Regions from separate parts of the Sus scrofa genome. Here regions 1, 2 and 3 are each linked to region 4. The links are chromatin contacts, called in public Hi-C, HiChIP or PLAC-seq and promoter capture Hi-C maps. All regions are on one chromosome and are shown on one strand. The core of a region is the stretch at or near the end of the contact, and the rest is flanking DNA. Distances in the headings are between cores, read along the strand shown.

Region 1 (5,932 bases), core at 2,541-5,040, 310 kb after region 4:
AAACCCCAAACCTCAACTTCATATAAAAGTAAAGATCTGTTAAACTGGAAGGCATGTATATATGTATATTACCATATCACTACACTTGTCATTAAATTCCTCACTTAGGTTCTAAAATTAAAGCCAAGTAAATATGGGTTCCCGTCGTGGCTTAGTGGTTAAAGAATCCGACTAAGAACCATGAGGTTGCGGGTTTGATCCCTGGCCTCGCTCAGTGGGTTAAAGATCCAGCAATGCTGTGGCTCTGACATAGGTGTAGGTTGCTGTGGTGTAGGTTGCAGATGCGGCTCGGATCCAGCGTTGCTGTGGCTGAGTAGGCCAGGGGCTACAGCTCAGATTGGACCCCTAGCCTGGGAACCTCCAAAAGCTGTGGGTGCAGCCCTAAAGGGACAAAAAGACAAGACAAAAAAAAAAAAAAAAAAAATCCACGTAAATAGATGCAAGGGTGATAAAGGCAGAATGAGACCAGGTATCTTTCGAGCCGAACCCAGGTTAAATTCAATGCTTCAGGAGTTCTCCTGTGGCACAGAAGGTTAAAGATCTGACATTGTCACTGCAGCGGCCTGGGTCACTGCTGTGGTGCAGGTTCAATCCCTGGCCCAGGAACTTCCACATGCCCTGGGTGTGGACAAAAAAAAAAAAAAAAAAGCCAATGCTTCAAAGGCTGAGTCAATTTAGCTGACCTGCTTTGGACTCCAGCTGAAATGACTGCAGGTGAACAGGAGAGCTGCAATATCTGAGAGCCACTCCTGACTGCTTCTCTGAGCTCCACAACCCACCTCTCAGTAACTGAGCATCCCCTAGCAGTTGAACTACTCTGAACCTACTGGGCTGTTGTTCATGGGACATATTTCTGTTAACAGAACATATTCACAATGAAGTTGTGATGCATTTAAACATAATGAAGAATGGAGAAGTGGGACATCATGTGGTCCCTGGCTTCGTGGGACTTGCCAGATGACAGAGCCAACTTGTGAAGAACAGCTGGGCCAAAGTGGTTGGGCAGGAGGGAGTATTCCAGATACCTCCTGGAGTGCTCCCTCTGTTTGATGCCTGCAGTTGAATTTCTTAAACCTGGACAAGATCTTGCCTCTCATTAATTCCACTTCAGTGGCTTTGTAAGAGGGATCCATTACTAGAATGGATATAAGAGATAAGAAGAGCAGCGGGGGGGGGGGGGGGGGGGGGGGGGGGGGGAACGGACCTGTCCTACTAAATGTACTATATGGGAAGTTCAGCTCAACTCTCCTTAATCAGTGCAACCTTTCCTACAGAGCAATGCCCAACAAAGTTTGAAATGCACCCAGCACTTGTATTTCTAGGAATTTGTTCCACAGATAGACATCCCCAAGCAGAGATATAGTTATAAAAGAATGCTCCTTGCAACAGTATTTGTAGAAATGAAAAATAATGGACAGTCAAAAATGAACAAAATAAGGAAACTAGCTAAAGAAAATACTAAGCAATTATTTTGTAAAATGTGATGGGGAGTGCTTTTATGCTCTTCTGTGGTTAAGTTAAAAAAAGCAAGATAAAATAAAATTAGCACACTCTGCACCCACTTATGTTTCCAATGGAATGCTAGGCATGCTTGTCATGCATGCGACACTTGGGAATGATACACAAATTCAATAAAGCTAACTCCTGTGGAGTGCGACCCTTTGGTAGGTAGGAAGGGGCTTTTATACTTTTCTGGACTGTTTTAATTTTTTGACTATTAAATGCATTGTTTTTATAATTTAAACGGAGCATTTTTTTAACTTAAGAAAACAAAAAACAAAAACCCTGCATGTCACGTCCTTTGAGAATTTCTCCTGTTACCAACATCCCCCTCCCATGCTTCCCTCTTAAAACCACCAGAAGAATCTCATACTTATTATAATTAGCAGCTTGGTGGTGACTTAGTCTTAATGGATTCTAATTCATCCCTGAGTTGGGTTCCTAAGAAGAAAGAAAAATATAGCACTGGATACATCTCTGAAATTATTCAGAAGGCAGCAGTTTGCTTTATAAACATCCCAAGCTGGCCCTCCGCACATTATTTAGAATCCACCCACTACTGCATTGTCTGCCCCAGCCCCAAATACAAAAGAAAGCTCTACCTTGGAGGGCTTGTAACCAAACAGCATTACAATAGCAACTTTAAAGTCCTCTCTGCTTAGATAGCCTTTGTTATCTTCATCGCATGCTTTAAATACCTAAAGAACATTAAATATCTTTAGTTAATAAGGCAGAAACTATTTCTTCTATTATTTTTATTACTTACATATTAAGTTAGACCTCCCAAATCTAAAACTCAGCCGAGGAGTAGGGCTCAGAAATGGAATTTCATTACCTAATTTTAATTCTCAAGAAATCTTAAGGATGCGCTAAAATTTACCCGCCAAAAAGTGCAAACGACTTAATCGCTAGATTAATTCCTTTAAACCCCTGGCATAAATTCTAACCCGAAGTAAATCCTGGATTAAGGAAGGTGAGGCCAAGCGACTGGCTTTGAAAGGCGGGAGGAGAGATGCAGATTACAGGTTTATCACAAATAGACGATGTCACAAGGAAAACAAGGAACTTGGAAGTAGCTAGAACACTGGACCGGGATCCAGAAGGCTTGCAGCCCTAGGCTCAGCCATTAACCAAGACACAGTCCTTATCTGTGCAACCCGGCCGAGATAGGGCCAGGCGGGGTGATGGAAGTGAGAGCCCCAGGTCCAGTTAAAGTCCGAGACTCAGCCCTCTGGACACCTACTTCCACCCATTTCTTGTGTTCCGAAGGGCTGGCTTCCCACATCCGCGGCTGGGCCCCAGCCTGGGATAAAAACATCGCGACTGCCACACTCAAGTCCAGAGAGGTGAATCCACGACCTCCGAGGCCAGAGCCCTCTTTATCGGAGATCGCTTGCCAAGCCCACCGCAGTTCAGGAAGCTGAACTTTTCAGGGCACCTCCAACCTCTTCTCCTATTGGACATCTTGCGAGCCACCGGCGTTGATCCCGCAGTTCTATTGGCCAGAGGTTTTGTTTAATAACGTTTCCTTGGAACAGCCTATGGCGGAGAGGCTCCAGGCCGGCTTCTAGCCTTGGCTCCGCCCCTCTTGTCCCCTTAACTCTTGGCGCGCGACTGGGGACCCAGCTCAGCTAGGTAGTGTTTCAGCGTATCCTGCATGATTATTTTCATCTTCTGCCTCCATACCTTGCAGTAAATTACTTTCGATAATTTTTCTCAATGACGCTATGCTAAACATTATAGGAGACACAAAAAGAAGGTAAAAGGAGCCAATCCAAACAAGTCAAGTCCAAGATTCACGTGCAGATCAGCAAGTCATTGGGGTCGAGCCCTTCGGGGTAGCTAGTTTGTCTGTTCTGTTCTTCTGGATGACCCTAGCGCTGGAGCATAGTGCCTGGCACAAAGCAGACATTCAGTAAACGAACCAAAGTTATTCAATTCAGTCCTCTAGGAGAGGCGCCTGGTTTGAAGAAAACTCCGAGAATAATTAATAAAAAACACCATTGAGCTCAAATGCCAGAGCTAATATCCTTATCAAAGGCAAGGAATTTGGCGAGGGTTCCATTTTGCAAAGGAGTTACTTCAGCCCCCTCTCCTGGTAAATCGGTTTAATCAGATTAAAAAAACAACCCCCCCACAACACTCACACTCAAACACACACACACACACACACACACACACACACACAGAAGCAGACACGCCTGTGTCTGCGAAAAAACAGGCATTCGAGGTTGAGCCTGAGGGAGCTCATTTAACCTTTTATTTTACAGCAGGTTTTACAGTCTGCGCCCCAGGAGAGCCCGCTCCTCCCAGGACACCGGTCTCAGCCATTCCCTTCCTTGAACCTTGAGAGCCTCTCGCTGCCTTTAAAATAAACCTCTCTGCCTCGAGATCCGGCAACCTGAGGCTACGAGAATTCCTGCAGAGGGGATGAGTTTTGCTAATTAACCAACGAAGAACTGGGGGAAACACTTCTTTCTCTGTCTCCCCCTTTTAGGAGACGTGGCCGGGAAGTAAGAGGAGACCTAGGGGAGGGCAGGTCTCTCCGCCCCTTCCTGAGGAAGCCCCCTGCAACCTCTCGGGATCCAGCGGGCTTTAGGACCCGGTGGTGGACGGCCCGGAAGGGGAAGGGGCAGGGCCACGAGACCCGCGCCGCGGCCCGGAGGGTTCGAACTGCGCGCAGGCGCGAGCGGCTGCAAAGGGGCGGGGGCTCAGGCGGCTGCGCGCTCTGGGGGCTTCAGGTGCGTGTATGGAGGCTGTGGGTTCCGCGGCCTCTGGTGGGTCCCGGGTGGCTGCGGGAACCGGGCTCGTGGTTCTGCTCCTTCTGGCCTGGTGCGCGGGCAGCCGGGTTTCGCGAATTCTTCAGTGCCTGGTGGGGCTGGAGGCGGATCCCGAGGGGAGCGGAGCATCTTGTAAAGACACTAGGTAGGGTCTCCTCTTGGGCCTCGGCTTTCTCCACTAATAGTGCCTCTTTGGCGCGAGCACTTGGTCCTGCCGAGACCGGGGTCCAGCCAGCGGGAGTCCCCCTCCGCCGATTGCAATTTCAGCTTCTCCACGTAGCTGGTGGATGGTCTCGGCAGCTAGCATGTTGGGCGCTTACTCTATGCCAGGCACTTAGATTTTCTGTGTCCAGTTTCATCATAAAGGGAAACAGTCGTGTTGCGAGCGTAAAATGAGTGTATACCCAGTAAAGCGCTTCAAGCTGTGCCTGGCCCGTAGTGAGCGTCCAGAAGAGTCAGTAGCTGTCCTTATTTCCTCGACGTACCCCCGAATTAGCCTACTTCACTATACCCACCGCCTTCAGCTACCCGAGTTCCAACAGGAGGCTCATTCCTTCGACTTTTGTCTTCCTCCCAACGATTCTCGGTACAGAGTTGTACGGAATGTAGTATTTTTAAAAGGCACATTGGACCACGGTACTCCCCTGCTTATTAAAGCCCTTCAGTGAGGTCCGGCTATTCTTAGAATAAAATGCAGGATCTTTAGCTTACCCCTCACTCCTGCCTACCCTCTTCATCCTGGACCACCTACCTGTCTTCCTTGCCCAAGTCGTTCTGTTTTTGGAATTACTACAACCTTGATCTCACCGCCTAGCCTTCACAGGTTGGGTTCCCTCACTTGGAATGCTCTTCTTTCCCTCCCCTACTGTTATTTGGCTGGTTCATTTTCATTTTCCAGAGCTCACGTCAGTGTTAGAATGTTCCAAGCTAAGGGCATCTCTGTTACTCTCTCTTACCTATAAAATGTAGTGAATACCTGTAAAGATATCTTGTCTTTTGTTCATTTCTCTTTGTGTCGTCTCTTTCCCCCTGAAAAACAAGCTTTTCTAGGACAGAGACTGTTTCTATATTAACTTCTTATTCTCAGTGCTTGGCACATACTAGCTGCACAATAAATATTTGTTGAAGGAACAGGAGGTAGGTATGATACCCATTTTACGGAGGAGGAAACTGAGGTGCAGCAGTTAAGTAACCTGCCAAAGTGTTCATTTGCCATCTAGTAATGACTGGATTTAAAACTGGGGTCCGTATTTGCCCATTACTGGCCACACCTGGCCTCAGTTGACTCCCATGCCTTCCTAATAGTCAGCAAGCTCTGTAAGAAGGAGCAGCTGGAAGTGTAAGATAATGCCCTCCCTGGGTCTGGGATGGTAGAGGGAGAGGAGAAACTTGCAACTTTAAGGGGAGTATCCATTTGCATTCACGAATTTTTTTTCAGTCCCTAAACGCTCTCATGTTATGAGCTGGCATTTGGTGGGAGAATTTCTTTAGATTTTTATCCTGCTTGGCATTATAGCTTAATGCAGTGTTTGTTAACGTTGCAGTAATGTGGTTGGTTGCCTCCTTCACTTTCACATAAGCACTGCCCTGAAGACCTGAACTTTAATTTTTTTTTTCTTTTTATGGCTGCATCTGTGGCATATGGAAGTCCC
Region 2 (5,404 bases), core at 609-3,108, 280 kb after region 4:
TATAATGAGAGAAGGTATATTGAATTTCTAAAATCTCTGCCACCACCTGCTTCCTTGATTGTGTATCTCAAAGAATCAAAGATCTGAACCAATCAGATCTAACCAAAGACATTAGTTGTGCTATTTCTAAAAAAACGTACCTTACACACTTACGCTTTTAAATTATATACTGGCTAAAGCATCTAAGTAAGAGTGTTTTATGATTACCATTGCATTGAACTTTCTTCTGACTTGTTTCAATCTTTCTAACACAGAATATTCTGTGGAAAATTCAATTAAACCATCAGAGTTTTAAATGCAAAAAAAAAAAATGTTGTTACAGACAATCCTAGAACTGAGTTTTATAATATTATTAAAAAGAATATTTAAATTTAAATAATCTTGCTGTGCCTGAAATAAGGGCTGCGCATCAATTCCTGCCAAACAGAAGCATCCGGCTGCTTGATGCCTGCAGCTCTCAGAGGTGGGCTGCGGCTCTCCTGGAGTTCATCTCTGGAAGAGTAATGCTCGGTGAAAGTCTGTGGGGCAAACAAATGGATGGATGAACAAACTCTTAGTAACGCCTTTGCTATCCTACCTTTTGGAAATCTCATACTTGCGTCTCCAGTCTTACACGTTTAGGCAGATTCACACCAACAAGTCAATATCCCCAAGGATAGACAGGCAAATAGCTGAAAACCAGATCTATCTGAGTAGCTCTTTTACGAGTCTGAGTCTGCAAAATCCTTGTGAAATGTTACAACCTAGAAATATCTCTTCATTAGTGGAGCACGAGGCATTACCGGACACAAAGAGGACTTCCTGCCCTAAAGCCCTGGCTAAGTCCAGGGGTATCGTGTGGGGCTCAAAAACAACTGAGTCACCGTCTCTGCCTCAAAGGAGGGAAGTGTCGGGAAAACACCACCTAACAAACCCTCGGGATCTCATCTTTCACCAACTCTGGGGAAAAGTGATTACTATTCCCATTTTACAAGCTGGGAAAACTGAGCTCTAAAGAACTGATACAGGGAGTTCCCTGGTGGCCTAACAGTTAAGGATCCAGTGTTGCCATCTGGTGACGTGTGGCTCAGATCACTGCCGTGGCGCAGATTCGATCCCTGGCCCGGAAATTTCCATGTGCCATGAGTGTAGCCAAAAAAAATAGATGTAAGTGACCAAGGGGCGGTTATGAAATATGTAGGGAAATTCAAACCTGCTCTAGGGTTTTAAATTTCCTGACTTCCTGAATTGACAGGCAGTCTTTATCTAGGTGAAAGGAAGATTATTTAAATTTAAATAGTCTTTATAATATCATAAAAGTCAGTTCTAGGATTATCTGTTAAAAACATTTTTTCGACTTTGTTTCTTTTTTACTTTTTTTTACTTTTTAAAACTCTGATAGCTTTCCATAGCATATTCTATGTTTGGAAGATTGAAACAAGTCAGAAGAAAACTTCAATGGGATAATAAAATCATAAAATGCTATTACTTAGGTGCTTTAGCCAGTGTAAAATTTAAAAGTATAACTAAGTAAGGCCTTTTTTTTTTTTTAAGACTAGTACAAGTAACATCTTTGGTTAGATCTGACTGATGGATCCAGACCTTTGACGTCTTAACTCCAAGTCCTCTGTTTTTCTGGCCGCATCTCCAGGACACATTCAGGCAACAGACTATCGCTCTACGGGACTTGTTAGGCACTAAAAAACAAAGGCTTAAACAAACCTAGTCCACAAAAAGCACATTAATAGTTAAAAAAAAAAAAAGTAGTAATAATACAAAATAGTACTTCTTAGCTCTAAATTCCACACCTAAATAGACCCAGGAATACGGCACTAGCACACAGTATTGGCCTCACTTCTGTTCCCCAGCCAGCAGGCTACGGGCGAGTTCCAGAATGGAGCCGGGAGTTACACAACTATGCCATCTCCGACAGGCAAATCCTATGGGAGCCAATGACATATGTACAGAAGTTTACTAGAAATGTACTCTGCCGTCCATCAGAGATACTCGGTTTAGTTCCTAAATTTAGAAGGTGCAATAATTTGGGCATACGTTTTTGGTACTAATTTTTCAAAAACTAATAAGACAACATTTATTAAGAAAGGCTCTGGGCTAACTTCCTCTCCTTTCAGTTAATTTCTTATCAGAATTTTTAGCACCACCAACTGGCTAAAGAGACCAACTACAAATGTGCTTGGCTCTCAGTGGGCTTTGTTCATTAAAAGAAGATCATATAGATATTTCACGTTTAATTTATGGTAAAGCAATTTATTTCAATCACTAAATAAAATTAGAAATGCCTTTCCTTGTCAGTCAAATAAAAAATAATCCACTTTGGCTTTTTCACTTAAGAAGAAGGTATGTTTTGCTTAGTAAGTTATTAGAGAAAACTAAATCTACCCACTAAAGCTAATTTGATTTATTCTACCATAAGCTCACACTAAAAAGCAAAGACTAAGAACTAAATGAAAATTAGAAAGTAAGAGAGAGATAGCAACTAAGTGGTATTGAATACTATGCTTGCCTACAGTGTCCACAAAAGACATTAATTTAATTGGAACTAAAAATGATTGAGGAGGCAATTTCACATTTAAAAATTTTTGAGGAGTTTTTGTTGTGGCTTAATGGTAACAAACCAAATTAGTATCCATGAGGACGAGGGTTTGATCCCTGGCCCTGCTCAGTGGGTTAAGGATCCAGCATTGCCGTGAGCTGTGGTATAGGTCACAGATGCAGCTCTGATCCAGCACTGCTGTGGCTGTGATGTAGGCTGGCAGCTGTAGCTCTGATTGGACCCCTAGCCTGGGAACTTCCATATGCCATGAGTGTGGCCCTAAAAAGAAAATAAATAAATAAATAAATTTTTATCTTTTTTTCATCAAGATTCCTGACTCAGAGATGGATGCTGATATATGAACATGTGAATATGTACTGCCATTGCGCTTTCCCTCCTATTTAACTGAGACCCATCTAGCAATGGATGCCAGTGTAGAGACAGCACAACTGAACCATAGGGGCTCATCTGATTTCTGTACATCAGCTTGTGGAAATAAGTATTCCTGAAGAACTAGGTCCAATTTTTTTTCCCCCAAACAACCGATCTGTGGATAGAAGGTGTCTATGAAAAGGATATCCGGCCACTTGTCATGCCGAACTGGTAACCAGCAGAATGAATGGCACCACACTCTAACAAATTGGGTCACTAAAAGAAACTTCTCTAGTAGACAACGCGCAAGAAAGGAAAAGAAAGTTTCACCCAATTGATTCAAGTTGACTCTGATAACAGAGTTCTGTTAAAAGCTTTCTGACAGAGTTTAAAACTACCGTAATAATTTTACGATGACAGCAGTTTAAATGTCTACACAAATGCGTGGTCAAGTTCGTATGTTTTAAAGCCTCTGACTCTACATCTGAAATGGAAAGCCCAGAAAAGAAGACAATTTGCAACAGGCTCAGATAAAATGCAGGGCCAGCAGCTGCTCTACCCAATTTAACACACAACTTCAACATGCAAATTTTGATCAACTTCATTCTACTCCTTTGCTCCTTTATTTACTCATCGATTCATTCACTCAGGTACTCATTGACTATTCTCTCTCTGGCAAACACAGTTAAATGACTGCAAAAGGGAAATAAGAATAAGACTCTTCTGCTGTCCCCTCCTCTCTTTGGACGGGTGCCTGGTCATGCCATCTCCAAGGCAGGGAAGATTTCCATCTGAAATCATGAATGAGTTACCAGGAACCTTAACAATAAGAAGACTTGGATTAAGAAAACCATTTTATAAGTTTTATTGTTATTTCTGAATATGTTCCTTTAGCGTGATTATTGAATGACACTTAAAGCTAAGTGCGTTTAGACATTTTAACTGAAAATTCTATTATTATTAAGCAACAGCATTCTTAAATCAAAAAATACAATTTTGAGGTGTAACAAAAACATCTGTCTGCTAACAAGTGCCAGCAATGTGACTGTCATCAAATAAAAATGTGTGATTATTTGTCAATTTCCGATGCCTTTTCTTCCTACCCAAAAGATAAAATAAGTGAGAAGTCAGTCTCGTTTGGCCTGAGATGAGCGATAAAGGCGCTCAGCTTCATCTGTAGAATGGGTATGAATAAAGCTGATGTAGAAGATGACCACACAGATTCAGTAAGATGATACTAGCAGCTGTTTAATGAATGGGGCCGCTGTCACTGTCACTGGACTGGGAGGTGCCACGAAAGCTGGAGACGAGCAAGCATCAAGGGCACGGTCCCAGGGAGAGTGCTTAATGTCCTGAGAAGCTGACAATAAAAAAAAAAAAAAAACTTATAAAAAGGACAGGGGGACAACCTGGTGGGACTCAGGTGAGGGGTGTACCTTTCTAGTCTGAGGAGACCACAGCATCTCTGCCAGTAGGGATGGAGGTTATAAACAAGAGAAGGAATGAGGCGTTCCTGTCGTGGCTCAGCAGAAACAAATTGACTAGCATCCGTGAGGACACAGGTTCAATCCCTGGCCTTGCTCGTTGGGTTACGGATTCAGCATTTCCATGAGCTGTGGTGTAGGTCGCAGATGTGGCTTGGATCTGGCATTGCCATGGCTGTGGTATAGGCCAGTGGCTTCAGCTCCAATTCAACCCTTAGCCTGGGAACCTCCATATGCCGCAGTTGTGGTTCTAAAAAGACAAAAAAAAAAAAAAAAGGAGGAGGGATGACTGATGGGGAAAGCTCTTAGAAGAAGGGGAGGGGATGAGATAAGAAAAAAGGGAAGGAACTAGAAAAAAAGCCAAAAAGAAGAGATTTTATTCCAAAGAAATCCAACTGAAGGAAAATAGAACTAACTCTGGAACTGACGAGAAGGCAGAAAAAGAAACCAGGCAGAAGCCATGACCCTGTCCATGAAGCAGAAGGCAAGGTCTCCTGGGATGCACAGCAGTGGGAAAGGTTGGGTACAGATGTGACAGAGAGCAAATCAATCTCATCTCATGGTGTGTGACATGCTGATGAACCGGCTCGGGGTATTATAACAAGAAGAAATCCAAGTCTCACGAGAGGGGTGCAGGCCATGGATACAGGAGGGGGTGGTATGCCAGGCAAGGAGTCTGGAGGTTATCTGGTAGGGGATGAAAACTTACTGAGGTCAAGAAGTAACATGAAAAAGGAATACTCGGAGTTCCTGTCGTCGCTCAATGCTTAACGAACCCAATGAGTACCCATGAGGACACGGGGTTCAATCCCTGGTTTTGCTAAATGGGTTAAGGATCCAGTGTTGCAGTGAGCTGTGGCGAAGGATCCAGCGTTGCAGTGAGCTGGGGTGAAGGTCACAGATGCAGCTTGGATCCTGTGTTGCTATGGCTGTGACGTAGGCCAGCAGCTACAGCTCCGATTCCACCCCTAGTCTGGGAACATCCATATGCCTTGAGTGCAGCCCTAAAAAGACA
Region 3 (5,204 bases), core at 805-3,304, 470 kb before region 4:
TGCAGCTCCGATTTGACCCCTAGCCCTAGCATATGGGAAACTTTCATATGCCACAGGTGCAGCTGTTAAAAAAAAAAAAAAGAGAGAGAGAGAGATTTGAAAAAATACAGCCTCTTCCAGGCTCACTGATATAAACCTTAGAGTGGAAAGTCATTTCCTTTTAAATTCTACTTAATTTGTCTGATTTGTTGTCAAGGAGAAAGCCTCTGCTGGGGACAGTGGGTCTTTAGTATTCTTCTTACTCTCATAGTCTCAGTTTTCAACTAAATGAGAGCAGACTTTAGGCTCAGTGTCTTTAGTTGCCAGTAATACCCAGTGTATTATTCTGCTCTGGCTGCCATAGCAGAACACCACGGACTGGGAGCTTCAATAACCAAAATTCACAGTTCTGGCACCTAGGAGTCCAAGATCAAGGTGTCAGCAGGGTTGGTTTCTTCTGAGGCTCTCCCTCCTCTCCCTCTCCCTCTCTCTCATAGAGGGTATATCTTCTCACTGCAAGTTAGTTGGTTATCTTGTTGTGTGTCTGTGGTTTCTCTTTCTTTGTTCGAATCTCCTTATAAGGACAACAGTCAGATTGGATTAGGGCTGAATTTAACTTAATTACCTCTAAGGTCCTCTGTCGCAATAGAGTCACATTCGGAAGTACTGTGGGTGTGGGATGGGAGGAGGGAGTGTTAATGCCTCAATGCAGGAACTTGGAGAGGGGAACACAGTTCAGCAAATAACCTCCAGCTAGATTTTAAGGAAAATATTTCTCATTCATGGGTTTTTGAAGGTAAGGGGATTGCTTTTTACTGATGCCAAGTCATGCCAGTTTGCCATTTATGATTATGATGCTAATTTTTATAAAATATAAACATACTTAAGTAGTAGAAAGGTTGGCTAAAGAAACCTGTAAGAATTAATAGTATGCCAAAACTTATGATGAAGATGCAAATGACTGTATTTTTGAGAAACATTGCCTAGGTGATTTCTAAAACCTGCCCCAATTCTGGCAGCTTTTTTTTTTTCCTTATATAATTTAAATTGTATTCATTTATGCAATAATTTAATCAAGTGCCTATTAAGTGTCTCATTGGTGCTGGACACCAGGGTGATTAGAGAGTGAAATGAATAGTGAAATGAGAGCAAGGAAAGAAAAAATGCAATTCTGCCTGGAAGAATCAGAAAAGGCTTCCCAGAGGTGGTGACAAACAGGATGTTTTGGACTTCTCAGACCCACAGATTGCAAACTCTGTCTCCTCCTCATTGATTCAGTGTTTTCTGAATTTTGAATGCATGTATAACTGTGGGGTAGCTGCTATCAAGAAGATAGAGTAACTTTAAAAAGAGAGAAAAACTAATAGGAGCAGAGAAGACCATGCATAAAACTCATGACTTGCATTTCAGGTTATCCTTCCCCAAGAGATGATTTTAAACGTTTGGATTTTTTTTTCCCCTTGATTAAGAACCTTCCATTTTCCTAGAGTCTAGCCGTCTGATATGAAATCCAGACTGGAAAAATTCAGGCATAATTGTGAAAACATATTTCTTAATCAAATGTAACCACAGGGAGAAAAATCTTTCATTGAATAAGCTCCTCTGAGGAGAGAGAACTTATTTGGGGGTGTGGGGAGGTGGCTAATTCATCCAGTGTTTTCCTCATTGGTCCTAGACTTGGTCAGTCAGTGATGCACAAATTTAATAGCATCCGCATTGAGTAGGACTGTTGCAGATGCTGTAGCTACTGTGGGGAATCGGACTGGCTAGGTACTCTCTCAGGGGGCTTACATTCTAGCAGGAAAAACTGGCAATAAGCAAACGAGTAGATAAAAGAAGGGACAGCAGAGAGAAATCAGTGCTCTGAGAAGTACAATAAGGAGACAGGAGAGGGGATAATGGGGTGGTGGTGGGGGGAACGTGGCTGCTTTGATTGGGTGGTGGGGAGGTCCTCTCCAAGTGGCTTTTTAAGGTGAAGCGTAAATGGCAAAAGAAAGCCAGTGGGAAGAGCGCTCCAGACCTGGCCGAGAGCTGGGTAGGGCGGCAAAGGGAGGGGTGCGCATGCGCATCTGAGGAACAGAAAGCAGCCCTCCGTCTGCAGCCGGGTAGACCCGGGATCACCCGGAATCACCCGGGCGGGGCGGGGAAGAGCCGAGGTCACCGAGGGGGACTGGGCTGGGATTCGGGCCGATTGTTACTCCAGCAAAGCATACGCAGACGAGACTCTTCAGTGCTTCCAGAAAACATCTTCTCTGTCCTCGTAGGCTAGTCCCCTAGACTTTAGCGAATTTTCCTCTTCCAGTACAAAAAAATGTGTTTACTTCATTTTCCCTTCCAACTCAGACGTGCAGTTCTTTCCCCTCCAGAGAGTACTCAGCTGCTAAAAATGATCTGGGAAGGTAGTTCATTTGTCTCATTTCTGATTACTGAAGCAATTACTCCTTTTTTCCTTATGACCAGTCTTTTAAAAAGACAGTGCCATAACTTTGACGTCTGTGTTGTTATTTTTGCAGGTTAGATGGTATTGGTGGAGCCATAGGAGTGAACTGGCATATGGCACCTCTGGGATGTGGTTAGAGCAGCTGATGAGCTGGGAACAGTGGCTGAGTGTTGCGTGCTCATTTCTTCGGCCTCCCCTAGTCACCTGTTTGTCTCCATTCCTACTGGCGCCATCCCAAGTATGATTTCACAGCTGGGTTATCACACGGTTCCTCCCTGTGCCTCTGTGCTATTTTCTTTCTCATGTCTTCTCTGTGATACAATCAGATGCATCCTCCTAAAACACCTCTTCAGTCATATCCTTCCCCTACCAGCCCACCTACAGTGGCTCCCCACTGGCTCCCAAATCAGGCTCCTCTGTCTTGCGCCCACCCTCACAAATGTCGCTTTTTAGATTTATGTGAGTAAACATGGTATTCTTTCAAGGCAATGTGTCTCAGGCTCCAGCAGAACACCTCTGGTCTATGTAAGACATTCCTCATCCTGAAAATGCCAGCAGTACCCATAAGGATCCATGAAAGTGGAGAGGCAAGCAAAATTAATAGTGTATAAAATCAAGCAGTTCCACCAAACTCACCAACCAGTTGTGACATGCAGGACCCACACAACAAAGGCCTTGCCAGGTGGAAGGAGCAGGGTAGGGGGGCGGTGAGGGAGAGGGTTGGGCGGGGGTGTGAAAATTGAGCCCAAAGGTCAATTCACACAAAGCAAATATTCCACCCAGGGAAAGGTAGGCTGTGTGCATGTGTGAATCAGGAAATGCTGAATTCATTTTAAAAATATATGTTCTATTAATCAGCATAACACAGCTGTTGTAACAAATATGTCTCCAGATTTTCAGCACCTTGACATTATAGTTTATTTTGTGTTCACATAACACTGAGCGAGTGTCCCAAGGCAGGTGTTTCTGGTTGGTGACAGCTTTCTTCCGAGGGTCCCATTGTGGTCAGCCTCATCAGCAGGGGGAGGGGATCGAGCCAGTAGGGGGAAGGCAACCTGTTTCTTAACAGTCCCGGCCCAGAAGTGATGCCCTCACTGGGGCTCAATCCTACTGGCAAGAACAGGGCCAAATGAACACAGCTGGGGAGCTGGGAAATGAGCTGGGAGCTGAGAAATGAGTCCTGGCAGGGTGGCCACGTCCCAGTAACAGCCCAGACTATGGGGAGGGGGGTTTTGATGGACAACTTGGTGCTCCTGTTGTATACCTCTAGGCTGTTTATATCAAGGTCAGTGGTAATTTGGTCCTCAGGCTAAATATTACCTAATATTGTTATGGCGGTCAGGCAGAACCTGAGAAATAAAACAAAGTTATTACTATTAAAAGTTTTTTTTATCACACCACTTCACCTGGTTAACTCCTGTTCATTCTGCAGAGCTCAGCTCAATTGTCACATCGTCCATGAAGCCTTTCCTGGCATTTCTGCCTAAGTCACATTTCTGTTTTCTATGCCCCACATGCTTCCCATTTCTAGCACTTATCACATTGCAGTTTTACATGTGTGTGTGTGTGAGACAATGAGATGAATACATGTCTCCCCTATTAGACTCTTAAGTTCCATGGGGACAAGTATATTAACTTTTTTTCCCCCCACCTTATCGTAATATCTAGCTTAGGGGCAGGTATACAGAGGTGTTAAATGTATAACCATTGACTGAATAAATAACACATTCATTGTAGGAAACTTAGAACTACAGATAATTAACAAGAAAATGAATTTTAAAAATCATCTTAAAATTCCTATATGAGTTAGCTATTGCTGAGTTAGTGCTGTGTAACAAACAGCCCCAACCAATGTTTATTTCCCCCTCAGAGGTATATGAGTTGGGTATCATGGCCTGGCTCAGGCTTCATGTCAAACCCAAGTCTACCCTTCATCTGTCTTTGGCAAGACCTAGACTAAAAGATCAGCCACAACCCAAGGCAGGTTCTTTTCATGGTGCCAGACAGGCATGCAAGTGGTCAAGCCAAGCCACACAAGCAACATTTAAAACCTCTCGTTGGGTGTGGTGTATGTTTTCACTTCACATTTCATTAGCCAAAGTGATGTGGCCACGTGAGACAAAGAAAACTGCTTCAGGCAACTTGGTCAAGAATGGGGAGAAATGGAAGAATTATGAAAAAATAGGGTCATCTACTACATCCACCTCAAATTTTTTTTCCCACACATTTAAATATTATATGTATATATGGTTCAGACCAACATACTGTCTTCTAAAGGCAGAATATTTAAAGTTAAGAGAAACCCTGAAGGGAGGGGCATTGTCAATATATGAACTCCAGTGAATATAAACTCTTTTATTAATTGCTTTAGTGATCTTTCCCCCACAATTGCAAAAAGCAAACAAAAACAAACAAACAAAAAATACTTTTCAACCTAAACAGTACTGGAACTATGCCTTGCCTTTATTTATAGCTCCCTTTAAAAATAAATGGAATGTGACTCACTATTAAGGGTAGCAGAAATAGTGAAGCTGTGACTTCCTGCCTTCAAATATTTCCATTCCCAAACCGTTCTAGAAAACAAACATATGCAAAAGCATTTCATCACCGCTCAAGCTGGTTTGGGTGCTTAACAATTCTCAGTGATGAGAAGTCCTTTCATCTCTCAGCAGTTTAAGTCTTTTTCAGTAGACGCAGAAAACAACAGGTCATCCTTACCTTGAACTCTTCCTTCACATCACCTTTATGTGCCTGCTGAGTGACAGGAGCTGATTCTTCCACAGAT
Region 4 (6,008 bases), core at 3,141-5,640:
AACTAAAGCATTCTTTTCTCCACCCATGCACAATATTAATGATAACAGTTTTGAAACAGCTCTTATTTCGGTTGAGGGCTCTCCTTTCCCTTTTGGCTACAGAGAACCCCCTTTCTTCCACCTCCCAAAGCACCAGACAGCCTGCAATGCCTTAGAGGGAAGTTCCAAAATGCCACCGTTCTTTAAATTCAATTGCTACAGTTCCAGTGTGAAGCCTCTTGCAAACAGAAACTCTTCATTATACTGTCCCCAAATGACTCTTCAGCCACAGGTTAACAGTCTAGGCTGTGCAGCTCTACAAAGAGTTTCGTTCTAACAGTAACCATACAAAACCAGTTTGCTCCCACAATTAAGTGATCAAATACATTCTTTTTAGCCTTCCCTGGTGCAACTCACAGGTACCAAAATGCAAAGTAAGTACATGTGTTCATCCTTGCTTTAAGCCCGTTTCTTCACACATTTCCAATAAAAATACAGCTACGAATTCCAGGAGACTGCATTTTTGGTTGTTGTTGTAAAATGACCTTGATTTGACAGGCACAGTCTCAGGTTTCAACAGATGCTCTGGGAAAGCTTACAGAAGCCAACATGTTCTCCAGGCATCTGTGATGACATGCAGGTTTTTTTTTTTTTTTTTTTTTAAGTGGTGGTTATGGTAAGGGGGGGGTTACTTGTCTCGGTTTCCATGACAACCATGTCTCTACTCATGGGTTATTAGATTCCATCCACTTCCTGTGTCTAAATTTTTAAGCCAATCAGAAAAGTGCTTATGCATTTTACAACTTCTAGGACAGTGCTTCTTTAATTGGGGCGTTTTAAGGCTCCAGTGGAGGTGTCTGCCAGCCTTATATTTTCTCTCGTATAGATAGAACAATTCACAATATTTACTAACTCATATTCTTTTAAGGTGAAGAATGCCCTTTTTCTTGACTGTGAAATGCATTCTCCTCAAACCGGATGCCACAATTTCTTATAACAATGTGCAAACTGATTTTGCTTGTTTGCTCCTGCTTGCCTTTCTCTTTCACTATTACAGACTTAAATCCAGTACGTGATACATGCTAACAACGCACAAGACACTTAAATGATCCAAGTAAAGATACAGTTAAGAACGCATCTACTGATAGTGCTAAGTAAGGCTTCAGATTTAAAAAAAAAAAAAAAAAGGTTAGGAAAAATTATTCTAAGTTTAACAACTTTGCATTCTACAACTCCCGAGAAGAAATCATCAAGAATGTATTGTAAAGTGATATGTCTATAAATGCAAGCTAGGAGCTGACGTCTGCGAAGAAATTTGTCACCAAATGGCCTACTTTATCTGGCTAGAGGCAACAACAAAAAAATTAAACACAAAGGTACCTCAAGCAAACTGCACCCGATTTCAACATCAAGCTTGCAGAGATCTGGGCACGAGAAGACACGTCTGAAATTACAGCACGATTTTCAAAGAAGGTTTGGGGGTGACTGTTTTCCTAAGTCCCCATGGAACTGACCAATCAGTGCGAGGGAAGAGTGGGCTGTAGTCATTTGTGCAAATCTTCCCAGCTCTGCGATCGCCCTTCTCTAAGGCAGAGCTGGCGATCAATGAAAAACTGGGAACAAAAGGAATATAACAGGATGTCTTCCTTAGCTAAGGAAAATGATTCCCTTTTTCTTCAATGAGCCCGTCGCACCCTGCCTACAACAGCTCCACATGGGAGCTCCCGGCAGAACAGACCCTTGGGCTGAAGCCCATTTTACATGTGCAATCATGTGTCCCAACTGCTGGCAAATGTGTCACCTTAAGCACATCCTGTGACAGAGGGCTCCCCGAGCCCCACCAATTGAAACTAACAAATGAAATAAATTAATAATCCCACCATGAAAAGCTGCCGAGAAAGACTGTGTTTCCCGTCCCCAAACGTCAATCCGGGAGTATAAACAAAGCATGAAAAATAGTCTCTTCAGCCTCCCTGGCCAGAGAGCACGGTTTTCTCCTCAAAACGGTGTTTCTCCAAAAAGAAATATTCCGACGGCCCTCAAAGGAAACTCCCATCTGTAGATGTCATATCAGGATAACCAGTTACAGTATTTGAAAAGAGGTTTAAACTGCCCACAGATTGGACACTCTGTTTATAATTGATAGCAAAACAGTTGCGACAGCAATGCTGTAAACTCTGCCCGAGCCAAACTCCACCTTTAACACGTTAGTTCCTTGAAAATAAAAGTAATGCCATGGGGGGGGGGGTGTCACAAAAGTAAAGACCTGGGAAGTAATTAACAGAATTACAGCAATGATTTGATAATTTTTAAAATTATCCATTTGTCTGCTATTTTTGATTTTTTTAAAAAGGCGACTATCCACAAATTCCTGAGAAACTTTTTTTTTTTTTAATGAACTTACTTTTGAGACAAAACTAATGAAAATATACAACTTGCCATCCCTGGATCGTTCCCATTTGGACTGCATGCTATAAATCAATCTGAAACCAGGGGGAAATACGGGGGCGGGCACCTTAAAAAAAATCAAAGGGTGCCCCCAAATGCAGCAGCCTGAACAGTGAGGGCTTCTCGTGACAATGCTGAACCAGAGCAGAAGATCAGGAGGCAGGAAATGAGCCCCATTTTCGTTACCTTCGATCGCCTGCCCCCCCGCTGCTTCTCGCGGCCGCATTGGGGGGCTGCGGCGGCGCTGGACTCGCGGGTGGCCCCGCCGCCGGGTCGCGCCGTCTCCCGGCCGAGCTGCAGCCGATCGCGGCCGGAACCCCGGCTCCAGCCCCGGCGCCCGCCCGGGGTCGGCGGCGCGGCTCCCACCCGGGCCCGGAGCCCTGCTGGGTCCTAGTGCGCGCCGCGCGCCCGCCGGCGGCCGAGTCTGCAGCCCGCACGTACGGCCGGCGGCTGGGGAGCACGGTGGATTCCCTCGGAAAACCGAAAACCCGTCGGCCCCTTTCACCCCCGACACGGTAGGGGCGGATGAACTGGAGCTTAACGCCAAAGCCCGGGCTAAGACGTTTAAAAGGAAAACATTGGCGACAACTGAACTCATGGAAGGCGGATATGATTATCTGCAGCCCGTGTAAAAAGCGTGGGGCAGTAACTGGTTTCCGTGGTTTCTCCCTGTGCACTTGTGATATTGTACGTTCACAGACGGTAAGAGAGAGTGCGGGGTCCGGAAACAGAGGTTTCAAAAATATAACGCTCCCCCTGCATTGAAAAGTGTGTGTTTAAAACAATGTTTTCAACAGTTTTCCAGTGATTTTTTTCCCCATAACACGTCCTTTTGCATTTTGCTTTCTCTTACTTTATCACATGCTATTTTAAATAACAAAGGCCCATATGGCTAAACACGTAGTCATTTGATTTTCAAAAGACCTCAAAAATCGCAGCAGAATATGCACTCATGTATCTCCTAAGAAATCAACTAGAAAGAATTAATGCCGGCATATGGTGTGCTTCATGGAGAAAACTTAATTACAAATTAAAACGAATGCAAAAATTCACAAATTCAGTAAACTGAAAGTAAATTATGATCCTAGATGTATACACTAATCAGCTTACATATAGTTAGAGAAAATCTAAGTTCTGGATTTCTTCTTTAATGGCGCAGAGTGTTAAATGAACCCTTATAAGAAATCCCCCTGGTTTACCCCCAAAAGGGCTTTCAGTGCCCTCCCAGCACCTTCATTTACTGCAGCCCACCTGGAAGACAACTTTTTAAACTTGCAAGTCCTCATTTAAGGGGACGATTCTATTCGCTCTTAATTCAAAATAAAAGTGCTTTAATTTGAAAAGCCTGTTTGAAAGGGTTTAAGGCTAGAAGCTTTCTTTCAGTCTTTGCTCTCACCAAGTTTGAAGGTCACAATTCTGTAAAACTGCTAATAACAATGGCACTGCGGTTTGACACCAAAAGGAAAATCAAACATGTGTTTTCTGAGTGCTATTTTTAGAGCTCAAAAAAGTCCCTTTGAAAATTACTCTGGCCCTCCTCCTTCCCAATTACAGCTAAATAAATGTAATGGAAGATTTTCAGTATTAATTAAACATCAAAGGTACCGTTTCTGCTGCCTTGTGTCCACGCAGAGAACTTTTTGTAATATGTTACACTTGTCCATCTTCAGAGTCCTCACACAGACATGTCATGTGATCTTTACCACGCTTCAGGGATGAAACAGACACTGTAATCCTTGGTTTTCAAATGAGAACGTGGGGGTCCCAGAGGGTTACCCTGACCTGTCCAGCATCACAGAGCGGGTCCTCAGAGAAGCTGGGATCCCCACATCTCAGACACCAACGTTTCCAACAGACTCCTGCTTTTTCAAGGGCACCACCTGGCCTCCTGACGATTCAGCTGCAAATACCGTGGAAAATGAAGTATCCAGAACAAAACAGCAAGTACCCTTCCTAGTCATCATGTCTTACCTGTTTTAGAGCAGCGATTTTCCAGACTGAACATGAGAGGCAAGTTGCAAATGCTTTAGTCTCTGCTAAATGAGACAGCTGACTGGACAGATTTCCGTCCTGTGGCGGTCCAGGGCCCCCTGGTCAACTGAAAACTTGAAACTGGGTAGCCAAACAATGCCCGTCACCTATACATACACCTTTTTGTTCTTTATCAGAGACTAGAAACTGACTCCACTTGACACGTGGAGGAGGGAAGTTTTCTCAAGCGGAGCTTGGTTTTCTATGTCCCAGCACTGAAAGTCCTCAAGGACCCTGGAACCTTAGACGTTTCTGATACCAGGTGGCCTATCTGTGAGCTCCAGGGCGTCTCTTCCCCAACCTGGTGACAAGCGGGGCGTTACTTCTCAGTCCTCCGGCACCCATGGGAAAGTCACCAGTCAGTTCTGTTTGTGGCATTCCACTTCCTCCTCCGCTCTGCCGAAAGGAAATGTGACGACTCTGATGATGTGTCCCAAACCACCTAAATACCAGCCCGGTGAGGGCAGGGTGACCCTAACCGAACAGACAGAAATATCTGACTCTTAGAAACGATTTACTCCTCTTCTTGGGCAGCTCCTCAAGAAGAGGCTGGGCCTGGCAGCACCCTGGGAAGAGGTGGCCCACCTTCCTGGGGAAGCACAACGAAGGATAAACTCACTGGTGAGTTCGTGTGATTGACCATGAGTCTAATTATAGTCACAACATCCACCTGGCCTTCAAATGTTGCAAAGGCCAGGCTGAAAGTAATCTTAGCACCAAAACGGGGTGATGAGAAGCTGAAAAGGAAAGCTGGTAGAGAGCAATTCCTCAAAGCTAGAGCACACCAGAGAAGGGATTGGTCAAAAGAAACCGTCATCCAGCCAGCCAGCCAGCCAGCCAGCCAGCCAGCCATTCTGTATACCTCAAACATTGAAAACTTAGGTGTAGTCCTGTTCCAGGCTCTGGGTATAAAAGATATTATAATGCATCATACGGAGCTCTCAGGTTGCAAAGCACTGCATAGGTGCTGCAGTAAAACCATGTTACAGGCATTGTGTTCCAATGCCAGTGGTCCTGATCCTGGGCCGGTCTCAGCCTTGCCTTCCGCTCTGTTTAGCTGGGAGCCGATTCTCATAGGCCAAGTTTTATAGAATCCTGGGTCAGTTGGCTAATGGCTGGATATGGCCCAAGAGAGGTGTTGGAGCGAGAGTGGAAGGTGGAGAAAAGGAGAGGCCGGAGAATTTCATCATCCCTCTTGCCTCTGCCAGCACCTGCAGCTGTGACCGCATCTGGCTGAGGCTTCTGTCTAGTGACCCCAGCCCCTGGCTCAGATAACATGTGCCACTTCCTGTTCACTCTCCAGCTTAGGGATGTTGATGGCTTTTTCTGCTACGATTAATTGCTGGGTAAGTTCACCTTCTTCGGTTTGCATCTCAGATCCTCTATTACGGGTGGAGAGCAATCGCCTGCATTAAATTCCTTCTGTGCACATCAGCAAATCCCAGTGGAAGGGCACCTTTCCCAAGTAGTACTCCTCAAAAGTATCAAGGTCATAAATAAATACAGAAAATGCTGAGAAACTGTTACAGCAAATAGGAGCTTTAAGGAGA

The links. Promoter capture Hi-C pulls out the DNA fragments that hold promoters and counts their contacts. A called contact is a pair of places that touch in the nucleus more often than the background predicts. HiChIP or PLAC-seq counts read pairs in DNA pulled down with a chosen protein or histone mark.
Region 1: a contact with region 4 is called in a promoter capture Hi-C map of liver, with 5 times the contacts expected there. The contact joins the promoter of TDP1 here to the promoter of LOC106504536 in region 4. A contact is called at or near these places in 1 of 5 promoter capture datasets (liver), 5 of 47 Hi-C or Micro-C datasets (fetal heart ventricle, heart right ventricle, liver and 1 more) and 2 of 2 datasets of contacts at active chromatin or transcription factors (alveolar macrophages and skeletal muscle).
Region 2: an H3K27ac HiChIP or PLAC-seq map of skeletal muscle shows a contact between it and region 4. The contact joins the enhancer-like site here to the promoter of LOC106504536 in region 4. A contact is called at or near these places in 3 of 5 promoter capture datasets (fetal liver, fetal skeletal muscle and liver), 10 of 47 Hi-C or Micro-C datasets (embryonic fibroblasts, fetal liver, fetal skeletal muscle and 6 more) and 1 of 2 datasets of contacts at active chromatin or transcription factors (skeletal muscle).
Region 3: a Hi-C map of embryonic fibroblasts shows a contact between it and region 4, with 1.8 times the contacts expected there. The contact joins the enhancer-like site here to the promoter of LOC106504536 in region 4. A contact is called at or near these places in 1 of 5 promoter capture datasets (fetal liver), 10 of 47 Hi-C or Micro-C datasets (alveolar macrophages, embryonic fibroblasts, fibroblasts and 5 more) and 1 of 2 datasets of contacts at active chromatin or transcription factors (skeletal muscle).

What each region holds. Positions count from the first base shown.
Region 1 is chr7:111,763,304-111,769,235 of Sscrofa11.1, forward strand. It overlaps TDP1 (tyrosyl-DNA phosphodiesterase 1), which reads left to right and starts at 3,791. Exons shown (of 17, transcript XM_005666389.3): 1 at 3,791-4,241. It overlaps EFCAB11 (EF-hand calcium-binding domain-containing protein 11), which reads right to left and starts at 2,954. Exons shown (of 8, transcript XM_021099597.1): 1 at 2,744-2,954; 2 at 2,103-2,198. The coding sequence starts at 2,818.
Region 2 is chr7:111,728,798-111,734,201 of Sscrofa11.1, forward strand. The region is part of intron 5 of EFCAB11 (EF-hand calcium-binding domain-containing protein 11); the gene reads right to left. Among named protein-coding and RNA genes, the nearest start is that of EFCAB11, 35 kb to the right of the region's middle. Within about 2 kb of position 1,859, at least 12 of the 83 cell types and tissues checked have an H3K27ac peak or open chromatin away from gene starts, as enhancers often do. A contact at or near this core is called in fetal skeletal muscle, omental adipose tissue, retroperitoneal adipose tissue and 2 more, where this site is marked.
Region 3 is chr7:110,981,422-110,986,625 of Sscrofa11.1, forward strand. No RefSeq gene overlaps it. Among named protein-coding and RNA genes, the nearest start is that of TTC8, 250 kb to the left of the region's middle. Within about 2 kb of position 2,055, at least 48 of the 83 cell types and tissues checked have an H3K27ac peak or open chromatin away from gene starts, as enhancers often do. A contact at or near this core is called in embryonic fibroblasts, fetal liver, mesenteric adipose tissue and 2 more, where this site is marked.
Region 4 is chr7:111,449,125-111,455,132 of Sscrofa11.1, forward strand. It overlaps LOC106504536, which reads right to left and starts at 4,391. Exons shown (of 2, transcript XM_021099995.1): 1 at 1,860-4,391. The coding sequence starts at 3,025. The coding sequence ends at 2,084. It also overlaps a transcript of FOXN3 not described here.